3 separate regions of the Sus scrofa genome follow, and all the other regions are linked to region 2. A link is a contact called in public Hi-C data. All regions are on one chromosome and are shown on one strand. The core of a region is the stretch at or near the end of the contact, and the rest is flanking DNA. Distances in the headings are between cores, read along the strand shown. Region 1 holds the start of NCBP3 (nuclear cap-binding protein subunit 3). Region 2 holds the start of TXNDC17 (thioredoxin domain-containing protein 17). Region 3 holds the start of DHX33 (putative ATP-dependent RNA helicase DHX33).

The links. A called contact is a pair of places that touch in the nucleus more often than the background predicts.
Region 1: a Hi-C map of liver shows a contact between it and region 2, with 4 times the contacts expected there. The contact joins the promoter of NCBP3 here to the promoter of TXNDC17 in region 2. A contact is called at or near these places in 2 of 47 Hi-C or Micro-C datasets (liver and skeletal muscle).
Region 3: a Hi-C map of embryonic fibroblasts shows a contact between it and region 2, with 2.1 times the contacts expected there. The contact joins the promoter of DHX33 here to the promoter of TXNDC17 in region 2. A contact is called at or near these places in 1 of 5 promoter capture datasets (liver) and 1 of 47 Hi-C or Micro-C datasets (embryonic fibroblasts).

The regions. Positions count from the first base shown.
Region 1 is chr12:49,917,210-49,921,383 of Sscrofa11.1, forward strand. NCBP3 (nuclear cap-binding protein subunit 3) reads right to left here and starts at 1,550. Exons shown (of 13, transcript XM_003131866.6): 1 at 1,318-1,550. The coding sequence starts at 1,500.
Region 2 is chr12:50,735,748-50,739,547 of Sscrofa11.1, forward strand. It overlaps TXNDC17 (thioredoxin domain-containing protein 17), which reads right to left and starts at 1,562. Exons shown (of 4, transcript XM_003131877.4): 1 at 1,102-1,562; 2 at 459-540; 3 at 1-60. The coding sequence starts at 1,246. KIAA0753 (protein moonraker) reads left to right here and starts at 1,411. Exons shown (of 19, transcript XM_003131876.4): 1 at 1,411-1,693.
Region 3 is chr12:51,524,953-51,528,612 of Sscrofa11.1, forward strand. DHX33 (putative ATP-dependent RNA helicase DHX33) reads left to right here and starts at 2,119. Exons shown (of 13, transcript XM_021067729.1): 1 at 2,119-2,550. The coding sequence starts at 2,274.

The sequences.
Region 1 (4,174 bases), core at 300-2,799, 820 kb before region 2:
TCCCACTAGAGCTACAGAACTTTGCGTTTCTCCAACAAAACAACCTTGTTCCCATCTCAGAGCCTTTGTGCTTCCTGCTGCCCCTTCTGGGAACACTCTCTTCCAAGCCTGCACATGACTGGCTCCTTTCTGTCACGTAGGGTTCAGCTTATTCGTCGCTATGCCAGAGGACTTTCCTGACTATCCTATGCCATTCTGCTTCCTGCTTCTGCCCTCTGCACTCTCCTATCCCATTAAAATGTTTTATTCTCTCCACAGCACTCACCAATATTGGTAATTACGAGTTTAGTTGTGTCCCCCAACTGGAGTGTCAATTCCAGGAGGGAGTTTGATCTTGATCTTGATCAAGCGCCTAGGACTATGCCTGGCACAAAGTGGAGGATGCAATAAGTACAGGTTGAACTGAATGAACAAGGGGATAACGTCTACTTCGCAGTCACAGTGATATTTAAACGATACAATGCAGTAAATGGTAAAATGCCACTATGTTAATTGTGGTTGCCGGAGTCAGCATTATCATTTGCTATCTTTAGTGCTCCTACCTCTACCTTTTCCCATAATCTCAGTTAAAAGCAAGACTTGAAAACATAAACAGTCCATGTCTGGTGAGAAATTAAGTACATGAGAAGAGCTCTGCAGGCCTGAGACCGACCCTAAGAACCAGACATAGGACTCTCAAACCACAACAAGCAAAACACCTCTCACATTCCCCATTGCGATAAAAGACGGACCACTGCTGGTTTACGATGTTTTGGTTTAATTAAGGGTCAGATGCGGTGGAGCAAGATGACCCTCAAATCACAATAGGGACACTGAGTTTCTGCAGCTGACAAGTTCAGCCCTCCAAGGAAAACCGCGAGTGCTGTGTTTAACAGACATCAGCTCCACCGGTGCAGGACCCACAGGGAGGCGGGATGCCGGCGCCTCCCCCCGCCCGACAGTTCCTTCTGGGCCGCTCCGGGTTCTGTTCCCGCCCGAGGCTGCCCCTTTATCTCAAGCCGCCAAACAATCCTAACCCCTCCTCGCCCACCCTCTTGCAAAGACTGGCTCAGAGTGGCAGCAAAGAGGGTGTCCTCAACTACCCCCCAGCTCAACCCCACCTCCTCCAGCCCCCTCAATACCCATTTCCGGGCGCTCAGGCGTCCTTTCTTTTGCTCCCGGTCCCAGCCCCCGTCCCCCAAGGGCTCGTCCCCCTCTCCCATTCCTCTGAATGCCCCCGTCCCTGGCCCCAGCCCCCGCCGCCTCCCTTTCCGGCCTGCTCCGGCGCGGGACACTCGCTCGGCGACCTCCTCCTCGCCCCCGCCCCCCCGCCCATACCGGGATCAGTTCCTTCAGCGAGCGCCGCACCGGCACGATCTCCAGCTCGCCCTCCTCCACCTCCATGGGCTCCGGCTCGCCGCGGTCCAAACCGGACTCCGCTTCAGGCGACAGGGGCCCCAAGGCCGGTCCCGCCGGGGCCTCTGCCTTCACCGACACTCGCAGGCCCCGAACGGCCGCCATCGCCGCCCGCCGGCCGCACCACTGAGCGCCCTCCCCGCACACCACCGGCTAGAGCGCCGCTGCCACTAGCCACAGAGCAACGGCCTCCGCTACCTAGAGCGTCGCCTGCTGCAGCTAAAGGGCCCTGTTTAGCCACGACGCCCCCTAGTGGCGGGAGGTACCTGAGGGCCAGCTGAAGCGGGATCTGGTGGAAAAGAGGGCGGGACCGAGTGGGAACAAGGGCAGGGCCTACTGGAGGGGGCGGGGCCTGGAGCCTTTCGCTGCAGTCTGGCCTTAGAAAATAGCTACACACCTTGGGCAGTATACCTGTAATAATTGCACCAAGCAATCATTACCTGCCAATGACTGTTCCAAGCGCCCGAATCCTTACACATACCCTTTGAAGTATTACTACTACAAACGGAGGCATTTAAATTTAACCAAGATTGATGTTCCCACTGTGCCTCAGTGGGTTAAAGGATCGGGCCTTGCCACAGCTGCGGCATAGGTCACAGCTGAGGCTGGGAATGAATCCCTGGCCCCGGAACTTCCATATGCTGTGGGTGCAGCCATAAAATTAGAGTTCCCATCGTGGCTCAGTGATTAACACACCTGACTAGTATCCATGAGGACTAGGGTTCAGTCCCTGGCCCTGCTCAGTGGGTTAAGGATCCAGTGTTGCTTTAAGCTGTGGTGTAGGTGACAGAAGCGGTTTGGATCCCGCGTTGCTGTGGCTGAGGTGTAGGCTGGCAGCTGCAGCTCTGATTCAACCCCTAGCCTGGGAACCTCCATATGTGTCAGGTGCAGCGCTGAAAAGACAAAACACACACATACACAAAAGAAAGAAAGAAAGAGGAGTTCCCGTCGTGGCGCAGTAGTTAACGAATTCCACTAGGAACCATGAGGTTGCGGGTTCAGTCCCTGGCCTTGCTCAGTGGGTTAGGGATCTGGCGTTGCCGTGAGCTGTGGTGTAGGTTGCAGACGCGGCTCAGATCCTACGTTGCTGTGGCTCTGGCATAGGCCGGTGGCTACAGCTCTGATTGGATCCCCAGCCTGGGAACCTCCACATGCCATGGGAGCAGCCCTAGAAAAGGCAAGAAGACAAAAAAAAAAAAAAAAGAAAGAAAGAAAGAGAAAGGCAGGAAGGAAGAGGGGTGAAGAAAGAAAAAGGAGAGAGAGAAGAGAGAGGCAAGAGAGGGAGGGAAAGAGGGAGAGAGAGAGGAATGAAGGAAGAAAATAAAAATTTACTCAAGGTGACAGGGTATTTAAGGGATAAACTTGGATGTGAGTCTAAACAGTCTGCCTCCAGACCCCAGAGTCAGCCTTGGTCTATCACATTTGCGCAAGTCTGTAGGTATACAACGCATTTTCCTTGACATCTTTTATCTCTTCCAGGTCTTCCAATGATTGGCCCATTTTATACACCACAAAACTGAGACTCCAAGAGCTCTGAGCATGGAGGAACAAACAGTTAAAAACCAAGGAAGAGCATGACCAGCATCGGACACACCTGATGGAAGTCAGGTGCAGTTCTAAGTTGGGCACACACAAGCACGCCCAGACCCCCAGTTCATGTCTATTCTTGGAACATGGGCAGGTCAGTAGTGAAGTAAAGTGCCTACAATTAAAGAAAATGTTAAGTTTCCTGGTGGCCAAGCAGTTAAGGATCCAGCATTGTCACTGCTGTGGCTTGGATCACTGCTGTGTTATGGGGCTCAATGGGAAAATAAAGTGAAATGTGGGCTTTAATTAACAATAATGCATCAATATTATCTCATGGATTGTGACAAATGTACCACACTAAGGCAAGATGTTATTAACAGAGGAAACTGGGGGGTGGGAGAAGGGAGTGAGTGGGTCTATGGGAACTCTGTACTTTCTACTAAATTTTTTTATCAACTTGAAAGGGTCCCTCCAAATCTATTTGTTAAAACCAAAAAAAAAAAAAAAAAAAAAAAAAGACACCAGAATACGTACATCCCAGACCAATTAAATCAGAATCTCTAATGGTGGCTGATTTTTTTTAAAAGCTCCCTTGGATGGAGTTCCTTTGTGGTGCAAGGGGTAAGGATTTGGCATTGTCACTGCAGTGGCTTGGGTTGCTGCTATGGCATGGGTTCATTCTTGGCCCTGGGAGATTCTAGCATGAATCATGTGGTTAGGCCTGGAAGTGCAACCTTCATCTGATTTTCCCACCTACCCTTCTCAGTGTCCCCTTGTTAGGGTTCTGGGTTTTCCTGGCAGCTGACCTGGGAAGACCTGGGTGGGGTGGGTGTGCAGGAGACCTGGGCTCTAACCCTGGATCTTCCCTAACTCACTATAAGACTTTGAGCGAGGAGTTCCTGTCGTGGCTCAGTGGTTAATGAATCTGACTAGCATCCATGAGGATTCGGGTGCGATCCCTGGCCTCGTTCAGTGGGTTAAGGATCCTGCATTGCGGTGACCTGTGGTATACGTTGCAGAGGCAGCCTAGATCCTTTGTTGCTGTTCCTATGGGGTAGGTCAGCAACTACAGCTCCAATTCAACCCCTAGCCTGGGCACCTCCATGTGCCGTGGGGTGCAACCCTAAAAAGCAAAAAAAAAAAAAAAAAAAAAGGCTTTGAGTGAGTCACTGGTCCCTGGGCCTCAGTTTCCCCACCTTAGTGTGCCACCCAGAGTGGTTGTCCTCATGGGGAAAAGACATCACAGTCTTTT
Region 2 (3,800 bases), core at 312-2,811:
AGTGTAGGCACTGCGGTTAATTTCAACTTTTTCCTGAAGTCATTATTTGGATCTTTCCAACTATTTCAAAAAAAGAAAAGTGATCATGAAAAATTTACTTGGTTTCTTACAGTCTGCTAAATATTTGATGTATTCTTACATTTAGTCTTCTAGTAATCATTGTTTTTGTTGTGAACATTTTAAAGACCTTGACTCTATGATTTACTCCCCTGTGCAAAGTTTTCACGTGAGTATATACTAAAATATAAATGTAAAGACAATTAAGTTCCAAAGGAACATCACGGCAAATTCATTGAATTACCCCTACCTAATACAACTGGATGATCACTCAGATTTTTAATTTGTATTTTATATATTCTGATTGCTTGACTTATCCGACTATACCTTAGAACTCAGAGTCTGAGTCCCAAAGCCGTTCCTACCTAGGTCTGGGAAATAGAGTACATGTGGCCACTTACTAAAGTCTTTCTCCTACTTGGCAGTAGATGAACACACATCCTTCAACAGTATGCTTCAGCCCCTCTCGTACAACTGGTTCAGCTTTAAAAGAAAAAAAAAAGTTGGTAAAAATTAAAATAATTACACACCAACAGTACAATCAGCACTGATAAACAGTGCCCCTCTCGCCTCTCCCCTCAGGCTTGGTAAGTACTCAGACTTTAACCTGCAGTTAACTGAGGAGGTTAACAGAAGTCAGGTGCTGTTTTCTGATTTGAGAGCCACTTTAAAAGAGCAAGGACCAACTCTTAAGTCCTGATTTGTCCCCACACCACGGAGCCCAGAAAAACGAAAGACATATTTGTTGACATCCAAAAGAAACCACCTCGTGTCTCCTGTAAGACACTAATCAAGGAAGTTAAAAGTTCCAAAGGACTAGATTCTAAGATTACCTGAGTGGAATGGTAGAAGAGCACTCTTGGCGGGGTGGGAAAGGACTTAATAGGAGAGTCGGGTACAGGGTTGGAAAAGACAAAAGACAGCTCAGATCGCTCTGCGGGACTCGGGAGCAAGACTCCCTCCGCTTCTCCACCCTGCTCAATGGCCACAGCCTCAGCTTTCCTGCCAGGTCCTCTAGGCAGGAGACCCGAATCCCGGCCTCACCCTGCACGCAGTCGGGGCACCAGCTTTTCCCTTCGGCGTCCTTAGAACCGGAAAAGTAGGCGAAAATGGTCTTGCCATTGTGCTGCTTCACAGCCTGTATGAACTCTTCGTAGCCGGACACGCTCACCTCCTCGTAGCGGGCCATCGGGAAAGCGGGCCTGGGACCGCGGGAGGTGTCTTGGGCCGCACGCCGCAGCTGGGACCGATCCCCTGCGGGGCGGAGCGAAGCTGTTTCCGGGTGGGCGGGGACTTGAGGGAGCCAGCCAGGCTCTGAGGTGCTACGGGTGCCTCCGATGGCCCTAACTCGTCACCATCTTTCTGCTCTCACGTCTCAGGTCTTTCCGTGCTGGCTGCGCCCACAGCCCCCGGATTCTGCCCCAGTATGGTCCCAGTCCCGGCCCTAGCCCCATGTGCGGTGGCTGCAAAACCTGCCGCCGCGCTGCCCCTGGACCCTTAGGTGGCTCCGGAGCCTTAACGGCTCCCAAGCCACCCTGCGCCTGTTGCCATGGCGACTGGGCGAGCGGCCGGAAGCTAGGCCTAATAGCGGCCCCCCCTGCCCGCTTCCCGGTAGCCGCGCCGAGCCCCAGGCCAGGTGGGCTCGGGCCAGAGCTGGGGGGATTCTGGGAAGCTGCGTTAGGAGTCAGAGACGTAGGGAAGAGGAGACCTGGGCCCGGGGCAGATCCTGCCGCTCGTCGGCTCTAATTTTCGTTTCTTCTACTGAGGCTTTAGTCGGGCGTCCGGGACAGGGCGGGGGCAGGGGGCTGTGAGGGAGGAAGGCTGCGAGGGTTAGAGCTGAGTGTGAGTGCGTGTGGGGAGCCGCCTTGGGAGCTGGTGCCAAGACAGGAAGTGCCCCAGAGCTGCCTTGGGAAGGCGTGAGTCGTCCTGGAGCTATGAGCGGGATGGCTGGCCAGGGGGCCCTGCGGGGGCTGCGCGGGGGCGAGCCAGCCGCAGAAACGCCGGGCCGCTGCGTGGGGCCCAGCAGGTCTGGGCGTGGAGTCCGGAGGCCGTGGGGGAAGAGATGGGGTTCAAGGACCACTGGAGGCCGTGGAGCGAAGCGCTGGGCGAGGTCCTCCGTGCGGCAAACGCGCTGTGTGAGTGCAGAAAGGCTGCAGGACTGCCGGGGACAGTGGGGGAGAAGACAAGCAGCGGGGACAGCCCAGGCCGCCGGGGCGAACGAGGTTGCGGGGACACCTGGCACTGCAGGCTCTATGGAGGCTGCAAGGGACCCTGGGACTGTATGGGTGAACGGGGCTGTAGGGATACCCCAGGTGGTGGGGCCTGTCGGCTCTGTGTGGGTGACTGGCAGTGGGGAGGAGGAAGAGTCGGTTTATAGGAGCCCTCGGGGCTGTGAGAGAAAAGGTCGCCCGGGATCTATGGGGCACGAGAGCATTCTGGAGCTATGGTTGAAGGTGCAGGCCATGAGGGCAGCTTCGGGATGTGGGGAAGGAAGCAGAGTCGAACTCCATCCTGTGCCTGCAGGAGAGGGGTTGCTTGAAAGGGGGATTCCTGGCCGGGCTTCCTGGGTGGAAACCAGCCGTGGTGGTCTCACAGGACCCTGGGTGAAAGGGCAGGGTAGGGCAGCCCCCGGGGACTCAGGAATAGCTATAGCTCTGGGCCTGGGGGCAGGCTGTGAGAGGGCTGCAGTCGTGTGTGGGCAGGGCCAGCCTGTGAGGATACCCTCTGTGGCTTTGCCTGGCGCTATGGAGGCCAGTTCTGGGATTGCCCCAAACCTGCCAGGGAGGGGACAAGCTGTGGGGGTACCTGGGGCCAAAGAAGGGATAGACTATGGGGTTGCCCCAGGCTCTCGGGGAAAAGGACTGACTGTGGGAGTGCCTGGGGCCATGGGGTGGCCCAAGGCTGTGGAGGTACCCAGGTCTGTGGAAGGAGAGCTAGGCTATGGGGGCGCTCTGGGTCTGTGGGGGAGAGAGCAGTCAGTGCAGGTGCCTGGGGCTCTGGCACAGGAGGCAGTCTGCGGGGATACCCCAGGCTTATGGAGAAGGGTGCAGGCTGCCGCGGTGCCCGAGGCCATGGGGGTCCTCAGGGCTGCACCGGAGGAAACTATCTCTGTGGGTGCCCCAGCCCTATGGTGGAGGAGACAAGCGGTAGAGGAGACAGGCCCTGGGGGTCTCCCTGGCCTGTGGGGCGCTGGACAGCCTGTAGGGGTACCTTGTGTTATTGAAGAGGGAGCGAGATATGGGGGTGATCCAGGATTCAAGGAAAGGGGACAGGCTCTGTGGGTAGAGACAGGCTCTGGAGGCAACTCAGGGTCATGGGAAGCTACACAGACTGCAGAGGTATCTGGTCCTGATGAGCAGGAGGCAGGTTCCGGGGGTGCTCCAATGAATATAGGACAGGTGATGGGAGTACCTAGGGCCTGGGGAACCGAACAGCCTGTGGGGGTGTCCCAGGCTGCGGGGCTTCCGGGAGCTGTGGAAGAACCAACCAGCTTCGGTGGTGTCCCAGGCCTGTGGGCTAGGCAGCGGGCTCGGGGGGTGCCTGTGGCTGATGCAGTGCCAGGGGTTGTCCGGGATGAGATGTGCGGTGGGAATGTCCTGAGTCTGTGGGAAAGGAGTCAGGTGATGGGGGAGCAAGCGGCTCTGGTGCCTGCAGCTTTAGGGAGACCTGGGTCTGTGGATCAAGAGCCCGGCTGTGGGGACGCCTCATGTCTGAGCAGGAGGAGACAGGCTGAGGGGTCACCT
Region 3 (3,660 bases), core at 869-3,368, 790 kb after region 2:
CATGACCACCAGCTAGTACGGTCATGGTAAGAACAGATAGTTAAGTCCTCAGACCATTGCAGAGCAGGTAAGAATGAGGTGTGTCTGACAGCTCACCTTTTGGAATAAGAGCCCAGATACTCCTTGTACAGCTATTGACTTATGACCATCTGCATGTGAAAGCCCCTTAACCACAAGAGATTTTTTTGGAGGGAACAGAGGCTGTCGGATCAAGAATATAAGCAAATGGGGGGAGGGGGTGATATCTTTTAACACGGATGCCAATATAGGATTTTGTTTTTCAACTCGTTCTTCCACTTAGTTTTGAGGCTGCAGGATCGCTGGGTCATTAGGCCAGCGATTACAAATGAATTACCTATACATGTGGTTTATTTTGCCTGCACCATGTTTTTGTTTTTTTAAATTAGAGTGAGCCAATATTTAAAACAGATTTCACATGAAAATCTTCATTTGGGGTTTTTCTGTAACAAAAAACCTGGAGACCTGGCAATATCAGGCCTGAGTAGCAGCTGTTGCCTAGAGATGACTCATGGCTGTTTCTAGAGACAGGACCTGTACTCTATCAAGACTATTTAATGAATTTATATTACCTACTTGGTACTCTCATAATCACTGGAAGCATATGTCTCTTCCATCAAGTTACTCTAAAAGCACCCTGAGAAAAAAAAAGACTGAGTCTGTCTTTTATAAACTCAAGGTCTATAACTTGAGAGTTAACATTTTAGACATTGAAATGGTCTGAATGTTTGTGCCTCCCTCCCCGCAAGTTCATGCTGAAATCCGAATGCCTGATGGGAGGGTATTAGGAAGTGAGGCCTTTGGGAGGTCCTTGAGTCATGAGCTGGAACCCTCGTGAATGGGATTACTGCCTTATAAAAAACCTCCAGAGAGAGTCCTAGCCCCTTTCATCACGTGAAGACACAACAAGAAGTAGCAGCAATGAACCAGGAAGAGGGCCCTCACCAGAAGTCAACCATGCTGGCACCTTCAGAACTATAAGCAATCCACTTTTGATAAGCCACCCAGTATGTGGTATGCTGCAATAGCAGCCTGAAAAGACAAACCGATAGTGTCCTTTTTAATTTCGAATTGACTTTCTAAATTAATATTTAGGGGAAGTAAGTGGAATTTTGTCAACTTATTCTTAAATATGTATCTGCTAGTTCAACACATACATTTCCAGTAACCCCTGATCACTAGAGGAAAATAACCTCTGATCTGGAAGAGAGAGGGAGGATTTTTAACAGTTTCACAAATAGGGCAAGCCTCGTGGAAATAAACTGCAGAAGTTGGTGTCCTTCACATGGGTTGAAGCTTTCGATGAATTATCTGGAAATCCCTTTTCCTGTATGTAGAGCAAACAGCTGCTTGCCAGTCTTTCCACTGGCAAATCATCAAATCCTCTAAGAAATTTGAAAGAGGAACTAATTATATCCTGTTTTCCCAACTGGGGTTCTGAATCTTTTCACTGATTTCTGTGTCTGTGATGGGACTGGGAGCCCTGTAAAGGACTTGAGAGTCTGGCAGCAATAGTTGGGGAAAGAAAGAGTAAAGGAAAATGTTTAGTTTCGTCAGACTCCCCTTTTCCCTGCTTGTATTACAGGAACAGACCACTTCCATTGGAATAGTCACTTTCTAAGGAGAATGTATGATTGTCATAGAATATGTCATATTTCTTTTTTTCTTCTGTAACACGAGATGACCACCAATGTCTCTTTCAAAATTCAGATTTTGTGACACCTGAATGACTGATCTTGGAGACTCAGTTTCTTCATCTGTAAACTGGGGAGAGCAACTGTTGGGAAGATTAATGCAAATGTTTGTGTGTTCCTCACTAATTTTACCAAATTAAATATGTTCCTTGAAGAGCCAGTACTATCGTGGCAGAGAGAGGGAAACGTGCATTTACTGGGGGGAAAAATAGTGTTAGCAGGACACTAAAACAGTGAAGAAAACCGTGGTGGCTATCCAAAGTTAAGGTCTCTCGGAACCACATATCTTATCTTTCTTCGTTGTCGCTCCGGGCCTTTTTCCCCGGTCGTACCCCGGGCCTGCTCTGCCCTCTCTCAGGAAGTGAAAGCCTGGCTCCCCTGCCAGTGCATGCTGGGACTTGGAGTCTCCTTACTAAAGACTCCGGGTGGCGGCGCTGAGATCAGCTGGGTGGCTGGAACCGCCAGCACGTGGCGGGAAGGGGCGGCGCGCGCTAGCTGTCTGCTCCCGGGAGCGGCAGGGGCTGCCCGCCCTCGCGTCTCCCGTCCGGGTGCCCTCCCGACATGCCCGAGGAGGCGGATTGCCCCCCGGCCAAGAGATTCCGGCCGGGCGCTGGGCCTCCGAGCCGCGCCCGGCCCTGCCCTCCCGGGCGGCGAGTAGTGATGCTGCTGAATGCGGGCGGCAGCGGAGGAGGCAGGAGGCAGCAGCCGGCCCTGGCCCACCCCTCGACCAGCCCCTACCCTGAGGCCGTGGAGCAGCAGCGCCGGAGTCTGCCCATCTTCCAGGCGCGGGGGCAGCTGTTGGCCCAGCTCCGAAACCTGGACAGCGCTATCCTCATCGGTGAGTGACCGCGCCGGCGGGTCCTTCCTCGTTACCTGTTCCGGCTTCTCGAAAACAGCTTTTCTTAGATGCCTATCGCCGTCTTTCATTAGTTTCTACAACAAACTTGACGGCCTTTTCTGTGCGGGGGCCAGGCGAGGGCCTCGGAGGAGAGTCGGACAGCCCCTCTCTGGAGGCTCTCACAGCCAGGGCAAGTGACCCACCCGTTAGGCAAAGACTCACCTTCCCTGTGAAAGGGTACAGGGGCGCAGCGGACACTTCGAGAGCTGAGAGGAGTGGATTACTCAGGGAGGGATGGCTGGGGAGGTGGTCCCCAGAAGGCGATGGACACAGGGGAGAGGGCCTGCAGCATGAGAGACTTAAGTGGAGGTGAGAAAGGGCCCTATCTAACGCAAGCAGTTGTTTCTGGTGCACAAAGTAAGAGGCAGAGTTGAGGGCAGGGGACTTCGTAAGGAGCTTCGATCCCAACATTTAAGTAAGAGGAGCTCCTGAAAGACCGAGAGGATGAGTTTTCGAAGAGGGGAAGGAGACCCAGGAGAGGTGATAGTCTAAGGATGGAGTTGTAAGAAGGGAGGAAACAGACGCACCAATGAGGTCCAGTAAATACGGAACCAGAAAGATGCCTGCTGGATTGGATGCAACGTATGGTTCAGGGGTCCATTTGAGCTCTATTTCAGCAGAGCTGTCAGGGTGGGAGCTGATTTCTTACTGGGCTGAGGAGTAAGTAAGGGGTGAGGATCTGAAGATAGTGGGAGCCGACATCTGTTTGGAGAAAAAAGAGGGGGACCTAGAGGAGCTTGCAAGTATTCACAGGTTGAGGGGAAGAACTCAGTAGAGACGGAGGCCAAGGATGGAAGGTGGGCACTATTAGAGCAGGGGGTGGGGGCAGGAAGAGGAGCACTTGGCCACAAGGCCGGGTGCAGAGCTGGCCTGGACTAGGAGGAGGGATGCCCAAGAGGATGAGGGAGCTGAAGAAGGGAGGTCAGAATGGGGGTGGCTGCAGAAAGGCTTGGGGGAGGTGGAAGGAGATCGCATTTGAGGGCTTAACTTTTTCTGTGAAATAGGCGAGGGGGATGTGTTGAGAATGGGAGTCATAGGGGCCTTGGGGAG